2 separate regions of the Oryzias latipes genome follow, and region 1 is linked to region 2. The links are chromatin contacts, called in public Hi-C maps. All regions are on one chromosome and are shown on one strand. The core of a region is the stretch at or near the end of the contact, and the rest is flanking DNA. Distances in the headings are between cores, read along the strand shown. Region 1 has its middle 12 kb from the start of LOC101170052. Region 2 holds the start of LOC101161269 (protein fem-1 homolog A-like).

What was found. Hi-C and Micro-C count contacts between places; a contact is called where the count stands out from the background.
Region 1: a contact with region 2 is called in a Hi-C map of embryo, with 1.8 times the contacts expected there. The contact joins the enhancer-like site here to the promoter of LOC101161269 in region 2. A contact is called at or near these places in 3 of 5 Hi-C or Micro-C datasets (embryo and fibroblasts).

The regions. Positions count from the first base shown.
Region 1 is chr17:22,259,515-22,265,351 of ASM223467v1, reverse strand. No RefSeq gene overlaps it. Among protein-coding and RNA genes, the nearest start is that of LOC101170052, 12 kb to the left of the region's middle. Within about 2 kb of position 1,506, at least 4 of the 8 cell types and tissues checked have an H3K27ac peak or open chromatin away from gene starts, as enhancers often do. A contact at or near this core is called in embryo, where this site is marked.
Region 2 is chr17:22,107,001-22,112,798 of ASM223467v1, reverse strand. LOC101161269 (protein fem-1 homolog A-like) reads right to left here and starts at 2,203. Exons shown (of 1, transcript XM_004079178.4): 1 at 1-2,203. The coding sequence starts at 2,007. The coding sequence ends at 154.

The sequences.
Region 1 (5,837 bases), core at 257-2,756, 150 kb before region 2:
ACAGAAGAATTTTTCTGCTTTTTTTTAGACACTTAGACTTAGACTTAGACACTTTTAGACACGAAATAGCTCCTTAAGACAATTTGATTATGTAAATGGCCTGTAGAGACTCATGTGCTGGATTACTTTGGAGGATAATTTTCTGCTCTGTGCCTGGACTTGTTTTGATGAACAGCATCAGGAGCAAATGTCTTTCAGCGTCTCACTTTAACTCCCTCCCCTGTTTCATACGTCTACTCTGTATTGCTCACAAAGCTGGCTAAATATCCACACCTACGGATATGTCAAACAAAGGGTGGACTTTGCAGAACTGACGCGTGCCACAGAACCAAAACCTCAAATTAAGTTGTACAAAAGCCGGTCATGATTGATTGAGGTTGTGTCGTTTGGCATGAATAGCTCATCAGTTGTTTTTATTGGGTTTGTCTTGGTTTGGAGAGGCTTGTGTCTCTGCCGGCTCTACACCAGCGATCTGATGCAAATAGAAATGTATGCAATGCAAAGATGTGGTAAATGCAAAGGCGTGTTTCCATGGCAACCGTGATGTGTTTACTGCCGGTGTGATTCAGCGTGCTTCACCATGTGAGCCTGACCTAGTTACGCCCAAGTGAGTGTGAATGCAAACACATTAGCACTCGGACGCACCCACCAAACGCACATGGCGTCACACATGCAACAACACATGGGCAGTGACAACACAATGACATTTATAATCCAAAGGATAATAAGGCCGCCAAACAGGGCCAGCAGAAAAAATGGGTTGTTCCCATTTTGCTGTTCAAAGCTATCACTTTTCTTTTCTCATCTCATTGTTTTTTCATTTTTGTCTTTGACCCTATGACCCAAATGTTTTGTCTTACTGCCACTTCTGGACACCCACAGCATTCCTTCCTTCTTTCACTATCTAATTCTGAGCTAATTTCCCTTCATTCCCACATTTTCCCTCTTCTTATTCCTCAAATGATATAATCAAGGTAATTTGATGAGATGCCCTATAGCATTCACTGATTTGTGCATTCTCATATCTTCACAACCAATATTTTTAGTGCCTTATACCACTACACTGTTAAAGTGAGCTGCTTCTGAAAATGAATCTACTTTCATGTAAAGATTTTTTTTTACCTTTTTAGAGAAACACTACATTTGAGAGTCAGGATTGGGTGACATTTGGCAGCTCAGTTCATATATAACCTCTCAAATGACTCATCTGAGCAGAGCTAGCAGAAACAGAGACATCCAGTGTCTGAAATGTGTTATAACAAGTCAGGCTTATGTAATACTTGGAATTTGCACTTTGGCTGTTTTTTTACTTGAACTTTTTATTGTCAAAAAGTGTTTTTAAAAAGTTTAGCATGTTTCATGCTTTTGATAATGCAGATGAATGGAATTTGGATTTTCTGTTGGGTCGGATGAGCACTTATATTGCGTAAGAGGGCACTTCAGGAGTTGTATCGACAGAGGCCTCCTAAGCAAACACAGCTTCACTATTTCTGTGGGCTGGGCAACACGGACCCCCTCTCTCGCAAATGCTCAAGATCCTCACTGCAGCTTGACCCAATACGTAACAGTAAGGCATTATGCAATCACAACAAAGAGTTGGTCCAAATCACAGAAATGTTGGCTGATCAACACATCCACATGGCTGCTGCTGATTCATCACTGTTGACTGTCACCCTTGGAAGTGCAAGTTGTTTTTGTCACGTATGTTTGCCAGATTCCGATTTACAGGACTTAACAGTCACTCAGCCATGAAAATGGAAGACAGCGGTGCGTTTGTCAGATCCAGGAGGTGTGCAGAAAAGTCTGCATTGCGTCACAACAGGGAACAGAGGAAAAAGGAGACAGGAGGGGTTGGGAAGCAAGGGTGCAGTCAAAGGAGGGGCGTGTCCTCGCTGACCTAGTTAGAGCAATGGAAACCTCGCCTCCCTTTCACCGCGCCTCACCACTGACGTGCAAAGGGCACATTCAAACTGTACCAGATAGAAATGAATGAAAAGACAGGGAAGGAGAAAGGCTGAGTTGTTGAAAAAGAGAGGCCAGCAGACAGGCCGGTGTGAGTCAGGAAAACTGAGACCTAACATATCCACAATAGTGTACCACATTTGAAAAGCGTCAATGAAAAGAGGTCCAAAGAAAGCAACTTAACTGGAATAGCCTGCATTTCTGGTATTTATTCCCAGGGATCATTTCCTGAAATGCATGAATATTCATTTCACAACAGTGCAATCACAGTAAGTCAGACATTTAACGCGCCATCATCTTTTCTTTGCATGTTTATTTTTATGAACTTGAATTTTCATTCTTGTGCCACAAAACTGAACCAATGCAAACACTTCATGATTGCAGAACAGCACAGTTTCAGCAACATTTCCACTGGAGGTATTTTCCCCTCATCATGACTCTGTCACTATGGCTTTTATTACTTTGTAAGGCACTGCAGTTCTAATCATATAGTAAAAGTTCCCTAAAATCAACCTTTAACACCAAAAATAGAAAAACTCATAAAAGGGTAACCGTGTTGGCCCTTTTATTGTGTCATCTGTTTTTGTGGAGTATTCTATTCCGTTTATTCTATTCAACAAGTTTTCCAGAGTGGATCTGCAGACGTGATCGTCCACTCCCAGTTTCTATGAGACTGTTCTGGCCTCATAAGTTTCTGTCATCAGTTGTGTACTTTCAGCTTTTTGTCGCTGATGATAAACAGAAGATTTGTGACCAATCCAGCCTGAAGACTTCAAACTAAAAGCTTTACAGAGACATTCTTCTGGTTTGTCAGAAGATTCATAACCCCTCTTGTTAAAGTAACATATGTCCAACACAAGAGGGCTTCAGCTCTCATCTGTCTGCCCAGCTGTTGGACAGGACAAGTAAAAATTAATTAATAAATAAAAGCTTTACAGAGAATCATGAAAAGTCATAATGTCTTCACAACGACATGACCTTCAATCAAATTTACCTCCTCATTTTTTCCATAAATGTTGTTTCATGTCCTATACAGGATTATTTAAATTTCATCCATGATTTATCAACTTCATAAATCTTGCAACTATCATCATCAAACTGAAACCGCCTGCTGTGGATTCATTCTGACGTTCTGCCTTGCAAAAACCCAACTGTGTGCCTAAAAGCCTTTCAGCAAATGTATTTTGACCTTTTTGCGGTTGGGGGAAATCCACAAACACTTGAAGATGAACAATTTTTTATCTAGACCATCTGAGCCTCAAAGACAAACACAATCTTTTCAACAGTTAAGTCATATTTCTTTCTTCAGCACTTTTTATGCAGATTGTAACTTACTTTCTAGGAATTTCAAAATCCCACACATCATAAAAAATTACTTTTATAATGTCAAAACAAGATTGTAAGTGAAAGGTCAAAGGAATCGGGGAAATGCAGAAAATGCTGAATTCTGTAGCTGGATGGCTCAATTGGCTGCGTGTAGGACTGGTGCATGAACCGGGGTTCAATTCCCAGGAGGCGTGATGAGCTTCAACCAGATAAGACCCTTTGTGCTACTGCCTATAGCTGCAAGGGGGTCCGAGTCTGGGACTCCCTGTGCTGGTCCGGATCAGTGAAAGCTGATTCACTGTGAATCCCCTGAGGGGATATGCTGAAAGGTGAACAACAATGTTGAAAATGCTGAATTCACGTCTTTTTAGGGAGGTGTTGCATAAAAATGATGTAAAATGTTTACACAAAAATTAAAGAAAAAAATTCTAACAAATAATGTAAATGTAAATGTAAATTTGATGGAACATTTATTTATTTTTTAAATGTCCAGGTCTTTCTACAAAACAGACTTCGTTTAAAAATGTTTGTGATATTTTCTTGTTGCTGCGTCAAGGGGCATTCGGTTTATTTGAAATTCTCAAGAAAAGTCAGAAAATTGAGTTACTTTGTACCTTTTTTTTAATTTATTATTGTATTTGATCCATTTTGTATTGACTCAGGCATGTGACTTAACCTGCAGGGTTTTTGCATGTTATTGACAGTTTGGATGAAAGTGTCTGCTAAGTAACTACACTACATTACAAAAGGTATTCACTCACCCATCCATATCATCAGAATCAGGTGTTCTAATCACTTGGCCTGGCCTCAGTTGCATAAAATCAGGCAGACAGGTATGCAGACTGTTTTTACAAATGTGTGAAAGAATGGGCCGCTCTCAGGAGTTTAGTTCCAGCGTGGAACTGTCATAGGATGGAACCTGTGCAACAAATCCATTGGGGAATGGATTTCCTCGCTCCTAAATATTCCACAGTCAACTGTCAGCTCAATTATAACAAAAGGAAGAGTTTGGGAACAACAGCAACTCAGCCACCAAGTGGCAGACCACTTAAACTGATGGAGAGTGGTCAGCGGATGCTGAAATGTACAGTGCAAAGAGGTCGCAGACTTTATGGACAGTCAATTGCTGCAGAGCTCCAAACTTCATGTGACCTTCAGATTAGCCCAAGTACAGTACGCAGAGATCCTCATGGAATGGGCTTCCATGGCCGAGCAGCTGTATCCAAGCCACACATCACCAAGTGCAATGCGTGCAATGCAAAGTGTCGGATGCAGTGGTGGAAAGCACGCCTTCCCAGAAGAGTTGAAGCTGTAATAGCTATAAAGGGTTGACAGACATTATACTGACCTCTATGGGTTAGGAATGGAATGACACTTCAGTTCATGTGTGAGTCAAGGCAGGTGAGCAAATACTTTTGTTTATATAGTGTACGTCTAAACCTGAAGACAATTCTGATCCTGCTGGGGACATTTTTCCCTGAAGCCTTTGAGACATTTTCTAGGTTTGTTTGGTTGTGTATCCTCTCTTAGACCCAGCTCTGTATTTTATTCTTGTGGGAGCTTCATAAAAGTTGAAGAGAAGAGACAAACAGAAAACTTTAATCTTAGCATCACTTGTATTGTCTACCTGTCATTTACCTAGACAGTAAATGAGTCATAAATTCCTGTTTGAGTGCTGAAAGAAATTGTGGGTTAAAACAGGAAACTATAGCTGACCAGCATTTGGTTTGACTGCAGCTCGTGGAGCTGCAACAGAAAAGCAGTCTGTGGTAAGTGCAGCGTTTATTTTTGAGGATGGTTTTGATTTTACTCATCTTCAGGCGTCACTCAGCATTGTACATGTTCATGAAAGGGGGGAAATGATGCAAATGTAAAAAAGAGTTGTGTGCTGCTTTACTCTTGAACACCTTATCAGCTGAATGCAGGTCTAGTTCACTTTAGTGAATAAGCAGGAGAACAACTTATCCGGTAAGTTATGCCTTCAATTGGTTTGTTTTCAGCCAGTAACAGGGTGAATGTAGGATTTCAAAAAGGTCTGTCTAGCTCAGGGGTCTGCAACATTGATCTCTAAAAGTCTTACTTCATAGGGTAGAAAAATACAATTTATTATTATATTTTTGTGACCCATTAAGCCTTTGTTTACAAAATGTAGCTTTCAAATATTTACAATAGTTGAATTAGAACAGTGTTTTATTTTACTATGTACAATATTTTCAACTACTTTTTTCATTTTGACAGCAGCACATAGATGATCTTTCAAAATAAATTACAACCAGTGTGAAATGAGATCCTCCTGCTGCAGCAGCTTTAAATGAACCAAAAAATGTGAGAAAGTCAAATCTGATGTTTTCTATCATTATCTTTTTTTCCTCTAACTATCAAATATAAACATGAGAAGATTGGCTTAGAATACGTCTTTTTCATCTTTGTAAATGTAATTCTATACTTGAAGAACCCACTCAGGCAATAGAATGAACCTTGGGTAAGACCCTTCACACTACTGCCCAACTATGTAGCTAGAAGGGGACCCAAGTCTGTGTCCCCCTGAG
Region 2 (5,798 bases), core at 954-3,453:
AAGCTACGCTCACTTTTGAAGCCACCTTTCGCCGGAGACGCAAGCCGAGAGGCTTTTATTGCTGTGATTTTTGGTCAAAGTTGGTACAAGCAAGAGGCGGAGACAAAGACGGGCAAACGATTGACATATTGTGTCAATGTGTGTTGATGCGTCTCAGTGCAGCTCAATAAAAGCCTCTATTTCTTTAGATATCAGTCCTCTGTAAGGCAGCCTGTGCTTCTCTATCGCCCGCGCCGCTAGGCACTGGAGGGTGATGTAGTTTAAAGTATAAAGAGCCGGGTGCCCGCCGCTGTGCTCGTCCAGCAGCTCGCAGGCCATCTTCTTCTGTGCATTTGTGGTGTCAAAGTGGGCGCCGGCCTTCATGAGCAGCGCCATGATCTCCGGACAGCTATTGTTCGCTGCGACGTGCAGTGGCGTGTTGTTCTCACAATCGCGTGAATCCACATCTGCACCGCATTCCAGGAGCAGCGCCGCCACCGGCAGCGAGGGGAAGCGGCCCACAGGGTAGCGGCCCACCGACGTGGTTTCCTTGTCCGCCGCCATGTGGAGGGGAGTGAAGCCGCCCCGACCTCTGGGGTTCAGCTTCAGGAGCCGGTACACGGTGTGCTTCTTCTGGTGCTCCTGCTCCGGCGTGCACTCCAGCTTCTCCAGTAAAAAAATGAGGTGGAGGATGATGTAGAGGGCCTTGGTGAACTGGGGGGCCTCTGGGGGGCTATCCCTCTGGGCCACGGCCCTCTCAACCTCCCTCACGCTCTTCACCAGCACAGTCATCAGATCCTGGAAGGTGATGCTAGTCGACAGCGTGCCTTTGGACCTGTCCTGAAGAACAAAAGAGAAAAGCTCTGCAAAAGACAGGAAGCTGGCGGCCGTCATGGGACTCAGAGGATCCAGGTTGCTCTGCTGCATGTCTAAGGCATACTTCCACAGGCTGATACAGCGCTCAAAGTTGCCAGAGTCGGCGTACACAGCGCCCCTGTAGCGGATGTAAAATGAGGTGTCTGGGTGGGACGGCCCGAGGATGCGCTCCCGGACCAACAAAGCCTGCATCCGCATTTCATCTGGGTCTGTGATCAAAGCCTCCAGCTCCTCTGCCGAGCTCACCTCCTGTGCACAGCCATACGCAGAGATCGGGGGTCCGGGTGGAGGCTTGGCCAGCGGTCCGGCTTGGTCCCCTGGCTGCCTCAGCTCCATGGCTCTCCTCCAGTACCTAATGGCCCCCATCAGATCTCGCTTTTTGTCCACAAAGGTGGCTCCTAACAGTTCCAGAGCATCAATGCGCTCCTCTCTGGAGGTCCAAGGCTGGTGGGCGAGATATTCCACGATTTTAGTGTGACCCGTGACACTTGCAGCCAGCAGGGGGGTCATTCCGTAGCCATCCCTCTCCATTCGGGCATTGCACTTCAACAGCATCTTCATGATCTCCAGGCTCCCGGACTCTGCGCAGTCGTGGAGGGCGGTGTTCCCCTTCACGCTTTTGCGGTTCACGTCCGCACCTCGATCAAGGAGGAATTTGGCGATCTCCTTGTGGCCTTTGTAGCAGGAGATCATGAGGCAGGTGTGACCGTGGCGGTTGGCCACCTCCATGTCGGCTTTGTGCTCCACCAGGTAGCGGACGATCTCCAGGTGACCGTCAAAGCAGGCGGCGCGGAGCGGCGTAGAATTGGTCAGAGTGGCGTTGTTCACCGACGCGCCGTGTTTCAGAAGCGTCTTCACCACCGGGAGGTGACCGGCGGCCGAAGCCGCCCACAGCGGCGGAGCCCCCTCGATGGTCTCCCCGTCAAAGTTGACGGAGCCGCCGAGCTCCACGTTCGCCTTACAGTGAGCCACCAGGTAGTCCACCACCTCCAAGTGTCCGTTCCGGGAGGCGATCAGCAATGCGGTGCCTCCCTGCGTTTTCTCCCCGGCCAAAACCTCCAGCTCCTCTGGACTTTTGTTGCTCAGCAACTTCTGGAGAAGTTTTAGCTTACCCTCTCTGGCCGCGCAGAAAACCGCCGTGTTTATATCCATTTTAGAGGCTTTGTGCTGCGGCGCCGCTCAACAACCCCATAACCGTCCGCCTGCGGGGAAAACAAGTCCTATTTTATGCTTCAGAGTTGCGGTGTCGCTGCGGGGACTCCGTTTCGGGCTCACATCTTCCTGCCATTTTGAGGGTGCTGTCAAGATGGCGTTTCTGTTGTTTGACAGGTCGCTGTTGACGCGTTCAACAAAGCATTGTGGGTAATGTATTTTAGGGCATGTTTTAGTTATTTACACCACACACTCAATTTCACATGTGGCAAACGACCAAAGCAATTTACATACAAATGAAACGAATGCAAATCTGACCAATTTCGTATCATTTCGTACCGGAAATATACATGAAATCCTTAAAAAAACAAAAACAAAGTACACATATTGGAAAGAAATACAGCATGTTACCACAATTTAATAGAAATGTCACTTCAAATGTTAGGGGATATAATATAATATAATATATAATATTTAATATAATATACAATATAGCAACCCAACTCCTCTTCCCAACACCCACAAATTAGAGCTTTACATGCTCTTCTGCCAGCTTACAGACCCTCAAACCTCCAACTTAACATTACTGGTGCAACAAAAATGGTGAGCGATATTGAAGCTATTCTATTGAACAGTTCTGAGCCAGATGCTAAAGACTTACATGAATCTAATCATCTGCAAGTGGTTGCATCAGAAAGGAGCAGAGCAGGGAGCTTGTGTTTCTACGTGACATATATTTTTTAAATTGCGTTTTTTTCCCTTCTTGATTCACAAAGATTTCGGTAAAGAAATATTCAGAAATGCAATTTAAGCTTAATTGTCTTTACAAATGTCCTCCAAAGCAATTTTCCTCAGAGTGGGACTTTAAGAAATTTGATTTGCCTAAGTTTCTTTTTTTAAACCCTTTTCTCTATCGAACCATTGAGCATTACAAAACATGGCTTCACTCGTAGTGAATCAACAAACAGCAACAAAACAAGTTCTGAGTATTTGCAGCCAGAATAAAACAAACAGAACAACAGACAAGAAAATAAATAATGACAACAATTGTAAATCTAACAATGCAGGGCCTTTTAAAGGTTATATCAGGCAGAGTAAAAACAAATAAATAAAACTAAAATTCAAGAAAAGCAAAACAAAACAAGTCAAAGGTCAATAGAATATACAAATATGTATATACTTGTAAAAATGTAATGCTCTGAAATATGATTAATATTATTCATTTTTTAAAGGATATGGAGGTTGTCCAACTTTAAAATTGGACATCTAAATGTAACTAACATTTAATGTAACATTTTGTATAAATGTAACTAATTTTAAGGCATGTAAAATGCTGACATTACTTTTTAAAAACGTTTTAATGACCTTTTATTTTATTTATTTTTTGTTGTTTTTTCAGGCCATCTGTATCTTCAGTTAATTCTTTAGAAAATGTAAGATACCTACTATGTCAGCATCCTCAGACAAATGAACACACTTTGTCCTTTATTTACCAGGTTTTAAAATGTGTTTGTTTTTATAACTGTATTTTTTATTAACCAAGCAGAAGATATTTGCAAGATTAATCTTTATGTTCATCAAAAAAAAAAAAATCCCTATAGACAAATACATTATTGACAGCCGATACTTTAGGTTGCTATTGCATCTCTGGCCAACCGGAAATTGAATTCTCAGCATTAGACAGGGAAATGACTTTACAGCCTGGATGTTAAATGGTAAGTCTGCATGCATTCACATTTTAAAGGACTGGTTGTTGCCACTTTTTTCATAAAAAACAAATAGTCTGAAAACCTGTTTTGCAAGCCTATCTCAATAAGGCAAAGCACATTTTTAGTGGTGCAGCTATTCATAGAACAAAAACACAGTCAAACACAATCCTCAGATGATGATGACTTAAGCTAAATTTCCATTTAATTACTAGAAAAAATTAATGGTGTTGGTTCTTTATATAGCTCACACGGTTCCCTAAAACAAGAAACCACCCAAAGCTATTACAGGCTCTTCATGGGAGTCTTAAGTATCAGTGAGTCTCAATCGAAGCTGCAGGCTGAGTAAAGATAAAAATAACTTCTGTCTCATAGACATGAGCCTCCCTGGATTGTGAGCAAATAACATCACCTGCTGTTAATAGTTGATCATGGATTGTACCAGGCTTCATAGTATCGTAAACAATCATTTTGTTTTCTCTTCTGGACTATTTTTCCAGTAATAAAGGAAAGTGCGAATGATATACCTGTTTTACATTGCTTTAGATTGTATGTCAATTGCAGCAACTTATAGAAATGTATGATGCTGCTTCTTTAAATGAAAGAAGCATTACAAGTGAAAAACAAAGATGATGCTTTTATGAAAATAACAAACAAAAACAACTTTATTATGGAAAGAACAGGTTGCAAACAAAAGTCTACAATGTAGCTGCTATTGTGTGGGAAAGTAATAACCTTTAACATATAGGGATCTGCCAATTCTGCAGCATCAGGTTTATTGAAAAGAACAAAACAAAACATACAAAAAATTGTATGAAATAAAGAGTAAAAAGGGTGCTGGGGTTGAAAAATGAACAAGGTCTGCATAAATGCTGACATCTAAATGCAAAGAAATGATCAGATAATCTCAAATGTCAGCCGCTACACCCTTGTGCCACTGTTCTCAAACTTAAGAACAAACTTTTTAATTTAAAACCTGTTAAATTATTAGACTGGTAAAAAAAAGCTCATTGAAAACAGATTATTGTGACAAAATCTGGGAATGTTTTTTTTTTTATTAGAAAGATTAATCTATTCTTCATTTTAGTGCATGAAAGTAATTTTCAACTAGTTTTAACAGAGCACTCATTAAAATATTAATTATCTTTGTGGAATTAAAATGTAAACGTCCATAGAGGATCCCAACAGCTTAGTATAGACCCAAGTGCTTAATTTTCCTAGTCAGAGACTATTACCAGAACACCAACTGATCATTGACTTGCCTAAAGCTGTCCAAATCCCGACCAGTGTAAATTAAATGACCAATTTACTCAATAACTAATGCAGACAGTAAGGTTTGGTTCACATAGTAGGACCGGATTTAATCAATTTAATAAATATATTTGCTATAGAATTGGTGAAGAGACAAATTGTCTAATGAAACATACAGGAAAATCATTAAGATCAGGTTATTAGTCTCTGTAAAAAGCCTCAAATCTTAATGCTACGTTCACACCGTCCTTGGCGATGAGTCTTTAAGCAGCCACTTCCAATGAAAATTCTATGTGAACGTGCGTAAATGCACGTTTCAGTCTTCTGCATTCAAAACTCACTCGTTCACATTTCAAAAGTTTCTACTACCGTTTTCTGGATCTACTTACAAAACGCTCGGCCCCTGAATGTGCATTGAAAGTTAAACCAGTTGAACCCTGACCAATCAGCAACTCTATTTTGATGTGGGTGTGGTCCCTTTAATTCACGGAAGTGCTGCCAACCATTTGAAAATTGATCAAGGTGGAGAAATTCATAGTTTTGGGCTCGCCTGGAATTACATGACGCCAAATCTTTCATCGTAAAAGAGCTGTGAAAGGAAAACCCTGGAGCAAGACTTGCAGCACTTTGACATTTCATACTTAGCCTCTTCCAAAAGTAGGTGGCGGACATGTGCTAGTATCGGGCAGCGGCAGTCCAGTGTGAACAGCATTAGCTAAACATCAAGAATGTGCGTCATATGCCTTGTGTGAACATAGAAAAACACTTAAAAGAGTCTTTATGTTTGGTAAAACATTAATGCAAGAGGGTGAAATAGGAAAAAGAAGGTCTGTT